2 separate regions of the Mus musculus genome follow, and region 1 is linked to region 2. A link is a contact called in public HiChIP or PLAC-seq data. All regions are on one chromosome and are shown on one strand. The core of a region is the stretch at or near the end of the contact, and the rest is flanking DNA. Distances in the headings are between cores, read along the strand shown. Region 1 has its middle 24 kb from the start of Klf3. Region 2 has its middle 13 kb from the start of Gm26761.

Evidence for each region. HiChIP or PLAC-seq counts read pairs in DNA pulled down with a chosen protein or histone mark.
Region 1: an H3K27ac HiChIP or PLAC-seq map of microglia shows a contact between it and region 2, with 7 times the contacts expected there. The contact joins two enhancer-like sites. A contact is called at or near these places in 1 of 15 datasets of contacts at CTCF or cohesin (the NIH/3T3 cell line), 10 of 484 Hi-C or Micro-C datasets (CD8 T cells, bone marrow-derived macrophages, effector CD8 T cells and 6 more), 8 of 115 datasets of contacts at active chromatin or transcription factors (bone marrow-derived macrophages, embryonic stem cells, fetal liver and 3 more) and 2 of 9 other capture datasets (bone marrow-derived macrophages and embryonic stem cells).

Annotation. Positions count from the first base shown.
Region 1 is chr5:64,775,588-64,783,004 of GRCm38.p6, forward strand. No RefSeq gene overlaps it. Among named protein-coding and RNA genes, the nearest start is that of Klf3, 24 kb to the right of the region's middle. Within about 2 kb of position 5,549, at least 87 of the 459 cell types and tissues checked have an H3K27ac peak or open chromatin away from gene starts, as enhancers often do. A contact at or near this core is called in effector CD8 T cells, microglia and regulatory T cells, where this site is marked.
Region 2 is chr5:64,682,309-64,689,868 of GRCm38.p6, forward strand. No RefSeq gene overlaps it. Among named protein-coding and RNA genes, the nearest start is that of Gm26761, 13 kb to the right of the region's middle. Within about 2 kb of position 2,148, at least 22 of the 459 cell types and tissues checked have an H3K27ac peak or open chromatin away from gene starts, as enhancers often do. A contact at or near this core is called in effector CD8 T cells, microglia and regulatory T cells, where this site is marked.

The sequences.
Region 1 (7,417 bases), core at 4,299-6,798, 97 kb after region 2:
AAGGCTGAGAGCTCACATCCCTACACACTGCAAGAAGCAGAGAGAGCAACTGGGAATGGTACACAGACTTTATAACTTCAGAACCTTCCTCCAGTGACATTCTTCTTCCAGCAAGGCCATACCTCCTAATCTCCAAAGAGAGCCACCAGTTAGAGACAAAGTGCCAACACTCTGGGGGATCTCATTGACCCTATCATATGCTGCTACTCCCTGGCCCCCATAGTCCCATGGCCATATCATAATACAAAATACATGTGTCCAATCCTGAAAGTCCCCATACTCTTTCAGAACCTCACAGTTTCAAAGTCCAAAGTCTTTTCTGAGATGCAAGGCAATCCCTCCACTGTAACCCCCTGTAATATCTAAAAGTAAATGTCATATTTGTAAGACATAATGGCACAGAATACATGCTACCATTCTAAGAGGGAGGAATCGTGGGGGGAAAGCCTGAAATAAAGCAAGAGCAAACTCAACAGGTCAAATACCAATTTGCTAGCTCCACGTACGATGTCAGAGGGGGGGCTTCTGATTTTGATGACTGAAATACATTTGTTTTCTCCTGGGCTGGCTCCATTGCCGGTTCTCAGCTCTCATTGGCGGATACCCCATGGTTCTGGCATCTTAAACATCTTGTGGTCTCTACAATAACGATGTTCAGCTTCACACAATGGCCTCCCAGGGCCTTCATGCAGGGACTACCTTCCACTTGCCTGGCCCCAGCAGCTCTCTAACACCATGGAGGAAGATCCCACAACTCTTTGTGCACGCATGACTCTAAAGCCACCATTGCACTATGACACTATGATTCACGGCTGCCAGCTTGGGCTGGTCCTTGTTTCCCCTCAACCACATTTGCAGCAGCTTTTGGGTTTTGGTGCTTTACGGGGGTGCGGTGGGGGGGGGGTTCCTTGAGCATTTTTCCTTTCACAGGTTAGAAGCTGAGCTAGAAGAATCTGGCTCTTTCCTTTCTTCCTATGTAGACCTGGCCACTCCTTTCCGTGGTTCTTTTCTCTTCAAGCTGTATTTTAGCATTTCTTTCTGAACCAAATTTCATTAAGTGTGATTACTAATAATCACGCAACAGAGTCAATATTAGGCTGCCTTAAGTTAGTCCAAAGAAATTAGTCCATTCACTTTTAATGTGGCCTCAGAGCAGTTCTTAGGACAAGGGCAGAAAGCAGCCGCACTCTTTGCCAACATAACACAAAATGGGTCTCCATTCCAATTGTTAATATTGTTCCTTCTAAAAATCCCCTGAGCTGGGCTTCCACAGTCTGAGCATCCTTCAGCATTATTGTCTTCAACTCTGACTAGGATGGCCAATTAAGCTTTACTTACAGAATCCTACCACTTTTCTAGTCTAACATCTCAAAGTCTTCCACATTCCTCAAACAACAACAACAAAAACACGGAGTCAGGTTGTCATAGCACTAGCCTACTCTCTGGTACCTGTTTCACTTTGTGTGAGTGAAACGACCTAAGCACAGGAGAGTTCTCGTCTCTGGATTCAGGGCAGAACTTTTAGGGAAAATTCATGTGATGTTTTTCCAGTTGGTTCTATACCACTTGGTTCCATTTTCACATGACCTTTAAAAGATTTGGTTCGGTTTCTTTGCACCCAAAAGGGCATCTAAGCAATAACTAAAATTTCAGATAACCAGGGCGGGTAAGGGGTTCTTAGCCTTAGAGGCACCGAGGTCAGTCTTCAAAGGCAGTGATGCAATTGGCAATAAAGTTTGTATTTTCAGGAATGTAATTCAAAAAATAACAAAGCAAGTGATAAGAAGCAATGCATCAAATATACACCTAGAACCGAGCACAGGCTCAACGGTAACACAGAAATCCTTTCTATGGACACTGATCCTTTCATTTAAAAGGCAATTTAGATACTCTAGTATCTCTTCAGATCATATTAATCTTTTTACCTTTTTACTAAAGAGTTCCATGGAGAAGAACAACTCTGAATTCTAACCTCCCCCTTCCACTCTTTTTGGCCTTGTGATCGACTAATTTAAAAAATTATGCTTAAGGAAATCATATAGAACTGCCTCTTAAATATAAAAGCTGTAATACAAACTGAATTGAAAATAAAGCCCTTGGTCTCATAAGAATATAATCAATGGCTAGAGGTCCAGTTAGCTGTAAAATTCAAGTTGGGGGGTGTGCTATAACTTAATGTCTAAAAGAAGTTGTAAAATATTTTGGGGGGCATGCCTTCAATTTTAGATAGTAAAAGAACATCTGATAACACTTTGAAAACCAAGATCACAGGAAAGTTTTCTTTAAAATAAGCTAAATAAATTTTGCTTTCCCTCCCTAATTTCTAAAGACAGTGGAATAGAAAGAGTACTTTCTGGGATTGCAATAAAAGCATCAGCAGCCATTGTCACCAAGCGTGACACAAAGGGTGTCAGACACAGCCTTCGCTGGCCCAAGTTACAGGCATAGACCTGGCCCAGTTTCACAGTGCAGCTTTGTCAGGTCGGTTGGACTAAATTAACTTAATTAAACCAACCAGGACTGGTTTTGGTTTTTTCATGGCTGCGCTGAAACTTGCTCTGTCCAGCAGGCTGGCCTCAAACTCAGAGATCTGCCTGCCTCTGCCTCCGGACTTTTAAAAAGCATCTCAACGTACTTTTCTTCCACATCCAGAAGAAAAGAGGTGTCTTATCAAGTGTGCTTTGGGATAAAGAGATAGCTCAGCCATTAAAAGCTAGGCTCACAACCAAAAATATAAGAAGTGTGGCTAATTATGTCCTTATCACACTACCTACTAGAAAGGGCTACAACTCAGTAATGGGAAAGTCCCAAAGAGTGAACCTCGGAAAGATGTTTTCCAACACCACAGCAGAGAGAATGCCCAGAGACAAGTGGGGTGGGGGTGGGGGGAGAGTAGCAGACATGGTGCCAAGAGTTGCTGCCCTGGGAAATGGTGACAGTCGCCAACAAGGGTCGTTTTGTTCCTTTCTGCCTGGGCAGTTTTCTCAGCACCAAGTGTAGGGGCACGAATTGTGTTGGAAAATTTGTGCATACAAACAAACACAGATATTTAACAAATCGGGGGAAAGCCTTCACTTTATGGTGGTGCTCTCCAGAAGGAGATACGTTTTACCTTTGGGTCAGCAGGCAGAAGGGAAGGAGGGAAGAAGGAAGGGAGGGAGGGCGGGGAGGGAGGGAGGGAGGGAGGGAGGGAGAGAGAGAGAGAGAGAGAGAGAGAGAGAGAGAGAGAGAGAGAGAGAGAGAGAAAGAGGCAGAGACAGAGACAGAGACAGAGACAGAGACAGAAACACTGGACCTGACTTGAACCCTCAAAGCCAAGCCCCCAGTGGCACACCTCTTCAACCAGACCACAAGTTTTCCAACAAGGCCACCCATCCTAATAGTACCACTCCCTATGAGCCTTTGGGTGCTATTGTCATTAAATCACCATGCTATTTCTTCTAAACCTAAAAACTTTGAAGAGTTAGGCTCTGTATAGCTAATAGACCCATTTGCCACAGCAATGTAAAAACTAATTAAGCCAAGGTCCACACAGTTCATGTTATGGTTTTTGGATCTTGAATTTCCCCTAGAGACCCATGCGTCAAAGGCTTAGTCCTTACATGATAGTATTAGGAGGTGGTGGCACCTTTAAAAGGCAGAGACTAGTAGGAGGTTTTCCAGTTCCTGGAGTATTCCTTTAAGGACTATGGGATACTCAGCACTTCTCTGCTATTTTGGCTTTCTAATCCTGCGTAAGCAATCCTTGTGTGCCACCTTACAGGGGCCTGAAAGGGAGGACCCAATTAATAGCAGGCTGAGACCTTCAAAACTGAGCAGAAATAAACATTTTCTCATTATGATCATATCAGACATTTCATGACAGTGCAGAAAGCTAACTGACACCGTTTATATAAGATTACTAGCTGGGTAGAATGCTGGTAGCTGTTTTGTTTGTCTGGTTTGGTTAGATTTTTCAGTGTTTTTTTGAAACAAGATCTCACAGTGTAGCATGGGATTGCCTTTGACTTACTGGCTGGGCTAAACAGAACTCATGGCATTAGCCTCCTAGTGATGAGATTGTAAGTGTGTGCCATATACCCTATTAAAACATTCTTTAATATCTAATAGACTGGGCTGTCTAACGAGCAGGCTCAGTAAAGACAGGCACGTGCTGCTAACCCTGATGAACTCAGTTTGATTCTTTGGACCTACACAGTGGAAGGAGAAAACCAACTCCAAAGAGTTGTAAAGTTGTCCTCTGACCTCCACATAGCCACCATGGCATCCACATATAATATATATACATATATATACATATATACATATATATACATATATACAGATATACAGATACAGATATAGATAGATGAGTACTCTGTAGCTGTCTTCAGATACACCAGAGGGGACATCGGATCCCGTTACAGATGATTCTGAGCCACCATGTGGTTGCTGGGAATTGAACTCAGGACCTTTGGAAGAGCTGTCAGTGCTCTTAACTGCTGAGACATCTCTACAGCCCAGTTAGTCAGTTTCTTATAATTGCATCAAGTTCCTAAGAAAAAAATATGTAAGGGCAGACTTACTCTGCCCCACACAGCTTTATAGGTTTCAATCCAGACACCTGTCCCACTGTTTGCTTTGGATTTGGGTCAAGGCTGAGTGAAGGAATGACAGAGACGGGTGACAGTGTGACAGAGCAGAGCCTCAAGTAACTCTTAGACAGCAGAGGATGGAGCGCAACAAGGAAAAGCCCCGCTGACATGCCTTCAATGACCTACTGCTTCCAACTAGGCTCCACCTCTGAAAGTGCCCATTGTCTCCAAAAAACGCCATCTAATTGTGAAGTGGCCCCTGGATAAGAACATCCATTGAGTAGGTCAGGGCATCCACGATCCATCACTCACCCTCTCAGTCACTGGCCTGACCAGCCAGACACCGAGCCTTCACTGCAGCCTTTCAGAGAGACTGGATATCTCAACCATAACCGCCCTCGTTTTCTGATTTTCCTTATTCCTCCTCATCTCCATGTTGTATAAATACATTGTCTCAAAAGAAAGGGGGAGGGGGGACGACAAACATCAGCTCTAACCGTGCTTTTAATGTTTTCATGAGAGAAAGACACATGGTTCAGTGAATTAAAAACTGAAGAGATGCATGCATGGTGCGCTTGGTCCAAGTACACATAATCAAATGGGGAAAAGTTAAAGCATATTAACTGAGGGAAGAAAAACACGGCTCAGGGGACTGGCAGCTGGGGAGGGAGGGGCTGTGGGCGGGGCAGGGGAACTGAGTCAGGGAGACAAACAGGATGCTGGGAGGTGAGAAATAAGGGTGGGGAGTAGTGGGGAGTCTGAAGAGGAACTAACAAGATCTGTTGCTTATAGTTACCCAGAAACCCTTCAGAACAATAACACACAAACAAACTTAAAAGGAAGAAGCTGCAGGAGAGGGCTTCCAGCGGAGGAGATCAGCTGGTGTTCTGGTGTTGGGGGAGCTGTAGGTCAGCTCTCTCATAGTCACTGACTCTTCTTGACTAGATGGATCCGGGCAAAGCACGGTAGACCGGAAGAGTGGACCCCGGGCCCCAGGAAGTACATGCCTGTAAAAATGGGAACCTGGGCTCTGTTCATTCTAAGTTGCCGGCGCCTCTGGTTTCCAGCCTTTTCTGCTTGGCGATGCTTTCGAACAGATATATTTTGAGGAAGAATTCTGGTTTCGAGAAGCTGAGCAGGCCCAGCCACTCAAGCGGCCACCAAAAACTTCAAAATTTCTTCCAGACTTCTCACCCCTTCTTCAAGGGCTACCTCACCCCTTCCTTCTTGCCCCCTTTCCAGGTGCGTGAGTCTGAGGGTGCTTCCAAAAAGCTAAATTTTGCCTTTCATTAGACACAACTTACCCACTTCTTTCTAGCTATTTTTAAAAACACTTTTCCTTGCTCCTGAAAAGTGTGTTTATTAAAGAAAAACTACTTCAGAGTATTGAAATGTAAAGAAAAAAGAAGCCATCCTCCGGCCAGCCGCTGAGACAACAAGCCTTCCAATCATTTTCTTTCTTTCTCTTTTTTTTAATTAACTTACTTATTTTATGTATGAGTACACTGTTTCTGTCTTGAGGCACAGCAGAAGAGGACATCTGATCCTGTTACAGATGGTTGTGAGCCACCACGTGGTTGCTGGGAGTTGAACACAAGACCTTTGGAAGAGCACTTAACCACTGAGCCATCTCTCCAGCCCCACAAGGGTCTTCTTTTAAATTACTGGATTCACCAGACTTGACATCACTCTTTCACAAGGCTCTGAAGATTTCTAAGTGGCAACCTCAGTCACAAGTAGGGAAGGTATAGTAGAGAAAGTGACAGCTCTGCTCTCTGCTAAGGCGAATGCAGATGCATTATAAACTCTCTGAGTAGAGATCAACATCCTTCCGGCCCCCAGTGCCTGAGCCCTGGCTGTCCCAGTCTGCTGCTTAAATTTCTGATGCAACGGGGCGGTTTAATCCCAGCACTTGGGAGGCAGAGGCAGGCGGATTTCTGAATTCGAAGCCAGCCTGGTCTACAGAGTGAGTGCCAGGACAGCCAGAGCTACACAGAGAAACCCTGTCTCGAAAAAACCAAAAAAAAAAAAAATGTTTCTGATGCATGGGACCAGAAACCTCAGCCTGATACAATGTAGCTGGAAGCCCCCCCCCCTTTTTTTAAACTTTTTTTATTAGGTATTTTCGTCATTTACATTTCAAATGCTATCCCAAAAGTCCCCCATACCCTCCCCCCACTGCCCTCCCTCTCCCACTCCCACTTCTTGGCCCTGCTGTTCCCCTGTACTGAGGCATATAAAGTTTGCAAGACCAAGGGGCCTCTCTTTCCAATGATGGCAGACTAGGCCATCTTCTGCTACATATGCAGCCAGAGACACGAGCTCCGTGGGTACTGGTTAGATCATATTGTTGTTCCTCCTATAGGGTTACAGACTTCTTTAGCTCCTTGGGTACTTTCTCTAGCTCTTCCATTGGCAGCCCTGTGTTCCATCCAATAGCTGACTGTGAGCATCCACTTCTGTGTTTGCCAGGCACCGGCATAGCCTCCATATTTTTTTTCCAGCAAATCTTCCTTCCCCAAAGACCTCTGCACCATTCCTAAGGACAACCACAGGCTGAGTTTTCCTATAGACAACAGAGTAAAACTTCCAAAGCACTTGTGAATGGGCCACGCTAGGAGACCCAGGAGTTAAAAGGCTGACCAACATCCTTCCAACCATCCTGAAACTTGTGTAATGTCATTTGCTTTAGATGCAAAGACTTGGGGAGGCCTTTGGGAACAAAGAGAAAAAAAGGAAGACAGCTACACTATGTCAATATATCAAGCACGTTCCACATTCTGTTAGCTGAATCACAGAGGGAGAAAAATGTATGTGTGCCCCTCAAAAAAAAAAAAAGATGC
Region 2 (7,560 bases), core at 898-3,397:
GACAGGAAGAAAGGGAACAACATTCTCTCTGACATTTGATGGGGACTGAGATAGGTCCTGGGTCATCTAGAAGCCACCTTATCTCCGAGGTCAGCAGGGACTTGCCTAAGGAAATGACCTAGAAGCCGAGGGCCGGAGCGTGATACAGATCTGGCAGGCACAGCTTAGGAGGGAAAGTACTTTAGGCCCAAGGAAGACAATGTACAAAGGTTGGAGAAGAGCCTGAAGGGTGGGTGGTGCACCTGAAGAGACCACAGGATGGGGTTTGGCAGCTGTCCAAAAGAGCCATGGTAGGGGCAGTTCGGGGAAGACAGCCATCAAGATTAGGGCCGGCCTTGGAGGAAGGTTGGATTTTATCCTAAAGACAACTAGAAGCTCTTAATGGGTTTCTTGGCCCCATCCCAGCTGCATAGTGAGCCAGGATGGGTATCAACAGCTTTATCAGAGGAGGAAAACGGAGCAGCTACCCTTCCTGGTTCCAGACCAAGAGTAAAAGAGAACTGCAGCAAGATGGCCTGTGGAGCAGCTCAAGCAGGAAGTCCTGCTGGGCTGAGTCCTTCAGCCTTACAAGGCCACGGACCCACAGATCTAGCACAGGAGAACCACTACTCAGCAGGAGGCCAGGAGACCATCAGAGAGGCAGATCATCACCCAGACCCTGTACTCAGTGATGCAGGCTCAGCAACAGGGGATGTGGCACATGGCTGTCTTCTGTGACGCCTCCAAGGGCTTACACCACACCATCGTGCCTACCGGGGATCTTGTATTTGTAACTTGCCCTTCTTACCAGATAGCCAGTGTGACCTGAGACTCAGAACTACATCTTGCCAGGACTGGTGTTGCATGTCTTTGATACCAATACTCAGGAGGCAGAGGCAGGCAGATCTCTATGGTCCTGATTTACAAAGTGAATCTGGGTCAGCCAGGGCTTGTTACACAGAGAAACCAACCCTGCCTCAAAAAACCAAGAACCAACAAGCAAATAAAAAAACCTATGTCTTACTTGTTTTTTGTTTTTAATTCTAGGTCTTTACAAGGGAAACCATATACATAGTTAAATGTGTCCCCCAAAGCTCATGCTGCTGAAAACCTGGAAATCCACATAGTAGTGATATCTGGGGACAAGTCTCTTGGGAAGTGATCAGACTTAGATGAAGCCATAAGGCAGGATCCCTGTGCTGGGACCAGTGGCTTTATAAGAAGAGGAAGAGCCCCACCCCCAGCCCCCGCATCCTAGCTACTCGTATATGTTCCTCTTGATACAACAAGAAAGCCCTTTCCAGATGCAGCCTCTAGCCTTGGTCTCCACCCTGCCACAGCAGATAGTTTCCTACTGAAAGACTACACTTCCCAGCTTCCCTTTCGTGCAGACTACAGAAGTCTTTTCTATCTCAACAAGGGGCTGCATCCCATCTCCTCTGTAGGCATTTTGGCTATCCGCATGTGTGAATGACAAAGGTACCCTGTTGTCCCACCTAATGTCAGCACAAGCCTTTCTTTCTGTTTTGTGTCTCTCCACAACTGCTTGAATAATCTAAAAACCCTGAGAACTAAATTTCACTTCTAAGTTGCTTGGCCTGTGCTATTCTGTCACGCCCACAGAAAACTAAGAAGACTAAGCCCTCATAAATATAGTGGTAACTATAAATATAGTTTAATTACATGAGTAAATTATACCACCTAGAGTTGTACCTAAGATGTGCTATACATTGCCATCTGCAGAAGGGAGGGTTCATTCACAGCGACTGTGGGTGATTTCTATAAAGACAAAAATGTTTGACTTCAATGCTGTCGGCTCTAAAATATATCTATGAAGCCCATTGGTTTTCTAGTTTAAGACTTACCTGGAAATGATTAAATCTCTGTCCTTTTGGTTGAAATATGCTTAGGAAGCAGGACGTAATGTTTAGGCTTTTATCTCCCACAGGGCCTGACATACAGTACGTGGCTCATTATTCAGTGACTGTGTAGACCACACCCATATACACACCAACCCATGCACATTTCTGTGCTACTAAAGGTTTTCTATGGGCACAGATTCAATAGTTTGTTTAAACGTTCAATAGAAGTACATAACAGTTCACACACAACAATACATATCAAAGCGTGTGAGTTTGTACTCGTCAGACATCAAAACCCACAAGGTGGCTGATAATCAACACCGACTGTCTGGGAGAGGCTTGCAGTGTTGAATTGAACAGAACTCAGGAAGGAAGTAGCTTGTTTGGCTACCTATCTCCAAGCTAGAAAGAAATAGAAGAAGGTTTAGATAAAAGGTTGTAACTGTAAAATCAATTCAGAGAGGAAACATCCCAGAAGTGATTCTCAAGAAGTTTGGCTTCATGGTGTGACATCCGAGAAAAAGCTGGGCGAATAGAAAAGCTGCTCCACTCCACAGTACTACTTAGCAGCCAGAGGGAGAGCACAGAGTGAGCCACCTGTCTCTGGAGAAAGCGCCCCTATACCTCACTGGGCTTTTTCCTCAGTGCTGTTCATAGCCAGTCCTTGCACTTGGTAGAAAGCGGGTGCCATTTTCTCTACAACCACAGATGGCCTAAAATCCTAGCTCCCTCTGAAGTCTCTTCTACTTCCCCTTTGTCTGTGAGGCCCACTAGAGAACCCCAGATTCTTCCTGATGACCCCTCTCCAACTCTCAACCTGGTAACTTCCTCTATACCTCCATTCACTTAATTTCTTCCAGACATGTTTCAAATACAAATTCCCATAGCTAGGAGTGAGCTGCTAGTGACTACTGTGTTGAGCAACGCAACACTAGAGGCTCCATTTCTGACTATGAGTGGACCCGTAGACTTCATTGCAGTGTTCTCTTATTCATCCTATCTTGCTCCTTTGCCCTTGCTATTCAGCTTGCTCTCATTTTCACTACCACAGTAAAGAAAAGCACAGCGAAGACATCTTCTGCTAGACTGACTGGTGTGTGTGACTTCATTTCTTTTGGTTTATCTGCTAGATTTCTGCAAAGGAAATTCCTACTGGATAGGGTAGTGCATAGATCTTCCTCAAGGCCCTCCAGGCGACTCGCCCATCTTCTTTCCCCTCATCCTCCATAAGAAGTCTGTTGAGGCCAGACTTTCCACTGCTTCATCCTGTGGGGAGCCTCTCAGGCCCTCCCGCTACCTCCCTTTCTTCTGTGTGCAGCTCTTCCGGCTCCCTCCTCTCATCCTGCCTTTATCTTTTTTTCATTATCCTTAAAAACAGAGACACAGGTCATTTTGGCTTAAGGGATTTCCTAGATAGAAAGGAAAGCACAAGGACTTCTGAAAGTTCAGAGTTGACACAGTCCAGAGTGCTAATAAGAAAATCATGAGTTCAAAGCCAGCTCGGATTAAGTGGCAAATTCTAGCTTTGGTTATATGAAAAGACAAACAAAAAACCTGATAGAAAAGAGGAGCAGACCACTCCCCAGACTGATCTGATAGCGGGGGCTAGCATGAAACCCAAGACAGAACAATACTCAGAAGAGGAGGTAGAGGAATAAGGAACTGACCACCAGATTATCTGACACAAGCTAAAGGGCCTTTGAAAATCAAGTAAGCACAAACAGAGTAAAGAGAACACTAGGCAGACAACACGGACCCAAAACAGCCCAATGCAGCCACTGGCTCAGAGAGGCCCTGATCAAAGCCAAAGTCAAGATGCTTTCTGAATTCTTTCCCATAGTTACAGTCATATGGCAAAGCAGCCTGCTACGATGGCCCATGGTTGCCAATAGTGCTTATAGTATGAGAACTCTCACCAAACCAACCCCAGAGTCCACAGGTCCTGATGGTTTTCAATTGTATTGTATTTTTTTCCTCCATAGCTCGGTTGGAGAGCCCTGCGGCGTTTCTTCCACGAGGTTCCTAGATGGTGAGGCAGCCCAGAGAAATCCCATCTTACAAAGAAGAATGTCTGCAACAGATCCCCTCTTTCATACCCTGTCCAGACTGAGTGTCAATTGTTATGTCTACCAACAGTTTTGCAGAAAAGGGAAGGAGGGTGCGGGAGAGCTCAGCTGTCGGCTACCACTTGATCAAGCCATTTGAGCTTTGCTGCTGTCAGCTTTCTTATTTATAAAATGAGAATGCTGGAAAGGATAAGCCATTTTTAAACCTGACTTTGAGGAGGCGAGAGATTTTTCAAACCTCACTTGACAGCATGTACTTTTGCCATCTTTTTTTTTTTTCTCATAAGAACAATGTGCTCAATCAACGGAGAGGACAGATGAAGGTAGAGGTGTTCAGACTGAACGGGGGTGGAGGCTGTAGCATCATTTGCCCTTGCCACACCTTCCCTTGGCCATCCCAAAGCACCTCCAGAGAGGCTGGAGCTATCTGGAAAGAGACTAAGACTCTCCATTAGAAGTTTCCTTCCAGCCCAGCTTTTAGGGATGCTCTATGTAAGATTTTGGTTAATGCTCTAGGTAAGATCCCTGCTCCAAAGTGGCCTCAGTTTCAGGATGGTGACATCAAGTTGGAATTAACCTGTAAACTTCTTTCCTGGTGGCTATTTTTCATAGTGCTGGGATGTGCTACATAGCCTGCTGAAGGGGAAAACAAAAAGGCATCAGTGGTCTTATCCACTGGTGAATCCTGGATGTTTAATACCAAAGTGCCGCTGGTGTAATAGTGGCATGAAGGTTATACAGGTAACCAACCGCTTTCTGATTAGCTCCTGAGGCTTGTTCTACAGGAGAGAAGGCATGCTAGTACTATAAACCTGGCAGAAGCCCATGGCTTTAAAGGTCATAGGCCCTAGGAGGGAGTCTACTACTGTTGTAGTTATCAAACTACCTTCTAAATATTTAAATTCTTGTATTTATACCCACAGATTGGGCAGCTTGCCCCTGGCCAGAAGAGCTTCTTTCTGCCATACATAGGAATTGATACAGAGACTCATAACTGGTCAAGGGGCTGAGCAAAAGTATTACTGTTGAGTGCTCACCCCTAAATCATACAGCTATAGCTATTACACACACACACACACACACACACACACACACACACACACACACACACACACGTCCCAGAGAACTTCATGGAAAAGGGGGAAGAAAGAATGAAAGAGCTGGAGCATGAGGAAGAGCACTGTGAAATGATGGTCAGAGCGTCGTGCACTCTACGCTCCAGACCTCCATGGGCTTCCTTGCCATACGCCTGCCCCCGCCCCCTGGCATCCCTGTTTATGTCAGATACTTTGTTATGGGGACAAGAAATCTATATAGTGCCCCCTTCCCAGTCCAAACTCAAGATATCATTGGGCGACTTCTGATGACGTGTCTTTGGGTGCCAGCCCTGCCTGCCGCTCAGGCCTTCGTCCCAATGATGTCAGACTTGGAGATGTTACAGATCCTCTGAGTGACAGAAGGAAGGAAGCATAGACAAGCGAGGAAAGCTCTTGCCTGGAAACCAGAGGCACATGCCTTCCAATCTGAGTGCCTACACTTTCCAGATGTGTGACCCTGGATAGAGCATCCAGCACCTCTGAAGCGTGAGTTTCCCCAGGACTAAACCAGGATGAAAGCAGCTAAGGTAGGGATGCTGTGCACCACATGTCAGCTCTGCTTCCTGCCCTAAGGTCCTTCAGCCTTCTAGAATAACCCTATCCTTTGCTACTAAACAAACAACAAAAGCTGAGTATGGTGGTGCATTCCTGTGTACTCTGACCGTGGTCACCTAAAACATGTCCTTCCACATCCCTGTTCCTTAATTCTCTCCAATGAAGACAATGCAGATGTGGGCTGCAGAATCCAGTGGGTGTCTTCCTTCTTCTGCTGCTGTTATGACAGCCACGGGCTGGGCAATTTGCAAAGAACAAAAGTACATATTTGGTGTACAGCTCTGGGGCTGAAAAGTTCAAGAGCACCCACTGGCCCCAGGCAAGGGCTTTGGTGCTAGGCTACCCCATGACAAGCATCACATGACAAGAGAACACGAGTGTGGTGGGGATTCCTGGTGAGCCAAACTGACTGTCTTAGTTAGTTTTATTGCTGTGACCCTACCACGACCAAGGCAACAGTTATAAAGGCAAACATTTAATTGGGGCTAGCTTACAGTTTCAAAGGTTCCATCCATTATCATCATGGTGGGAAGCAAGGCATCATGCAGGCAGACATGATGCTAGAGGAGCTAAGCCTTCTAAATCTCGATCCAAAGGCAGTCAGGGGGAGACTGTCTTCTGCACTGGGCAGCGCCTAAGCATAAGAGACCTTAAAGCCCACCTACACAGTGACACACTTCCTCCAACAAGGCCACACCTCCTCCAATAAAGCCACACCTCTTAATAGTGCCACTCCCTATGGCCAAGCATTCAAACACATGAATCTATAAGGGCCAAACCTTAGTCAAACCACCACAGTGACTCTCAACATTTGTTGCTGACCCGTGAACCTGGTTAGGATCGAGGAGGTACATTCAAACATTGCACTGGGCCTTCTTACATCACAGTGCAGTAAACAAGCATTTACAGTCAGAGCCAATTAGAAGGGAAGGTACCGAGACCCCGAAGAGGGCGCCCAAGGAAGGGGCTCTGTGCACGGATTTCCTTCTTGGAATGTGGAGAAGTTTGTCTAAAACCCTTCCTTGATATTGCCCTTTGGAGACTATCCTTCAAAGACCAGCTGAGCAGTTTCTAGGAGTCAGACGCCCTGGGGAGAAAAATTCAAATGAGTTTGATGAGTGACGACTGTGTGAAGAGGTTTAATTATGAGTAACCTATAATAGAGCAGGGGGTTTGACAAACCCAAGCTTCAAGTGGCTAAAAATAGATGTGACAGACTGCAAAGAAATGAAGCAAAAGGAGAGAGGGGGCAGTGCCACACCCACTTACATCAGTGACAATCTCCCTCATCGAGCTGGTCATCAGGACTCCAGAGAGGCATAAATAACAGGAGCCGATCCCACTCTGCTGGGCATAAAAAAACAAAAAACAAAAAAAGCCAGTGTCTTATGTAGCCCAGGCTAGCCTCAAACTTGCTGTGTATCAGAGGGTAACCTAGACCTCTGATTCCACTGCTTCTAGCTCTCAAGTGCTGAGATTCCTGGCATGAACCACCATGTCCAGCCTGCTGGGTTTCAGTCTCTGCAAGTTGGTATTGCAGTTTCCAATGTGTACACCCGAGACCATTAGACCAGGCTATCCCTCAAACATTTGTAATTGGACACATACATTTACTGACTAATTCAGTCATGTATAAGTTCTGGCATGTTGCAGTGTTGCTACTTCAAATTAAAATGATTGCAATCTTCTCTCCTGTGTACCCAGTGCTTTCTAATACCCTGTCAAAGGCTCGCACAACCAAGCACAGTTAAGGCAGAAGGATCTTGAATAGCGACTAATGTTACATTAGTCCCTTTTTCTCCTTCAACGCAGATGTCCATTCTATTTGTCTGGAGAGATTTAATAGAAATATATCTTTGTCTTGTGTCTTTTGTGGGATAATCCTTTTGAATGACTTTGCCACCAAAAAAAAGCATTTTAATTTTTACATTTTCCTAAGTGCCAAAGGGAGTTTCTTCTTGATTGAAATACTATTACTGTAAAAATGTGTCTAGAAACATC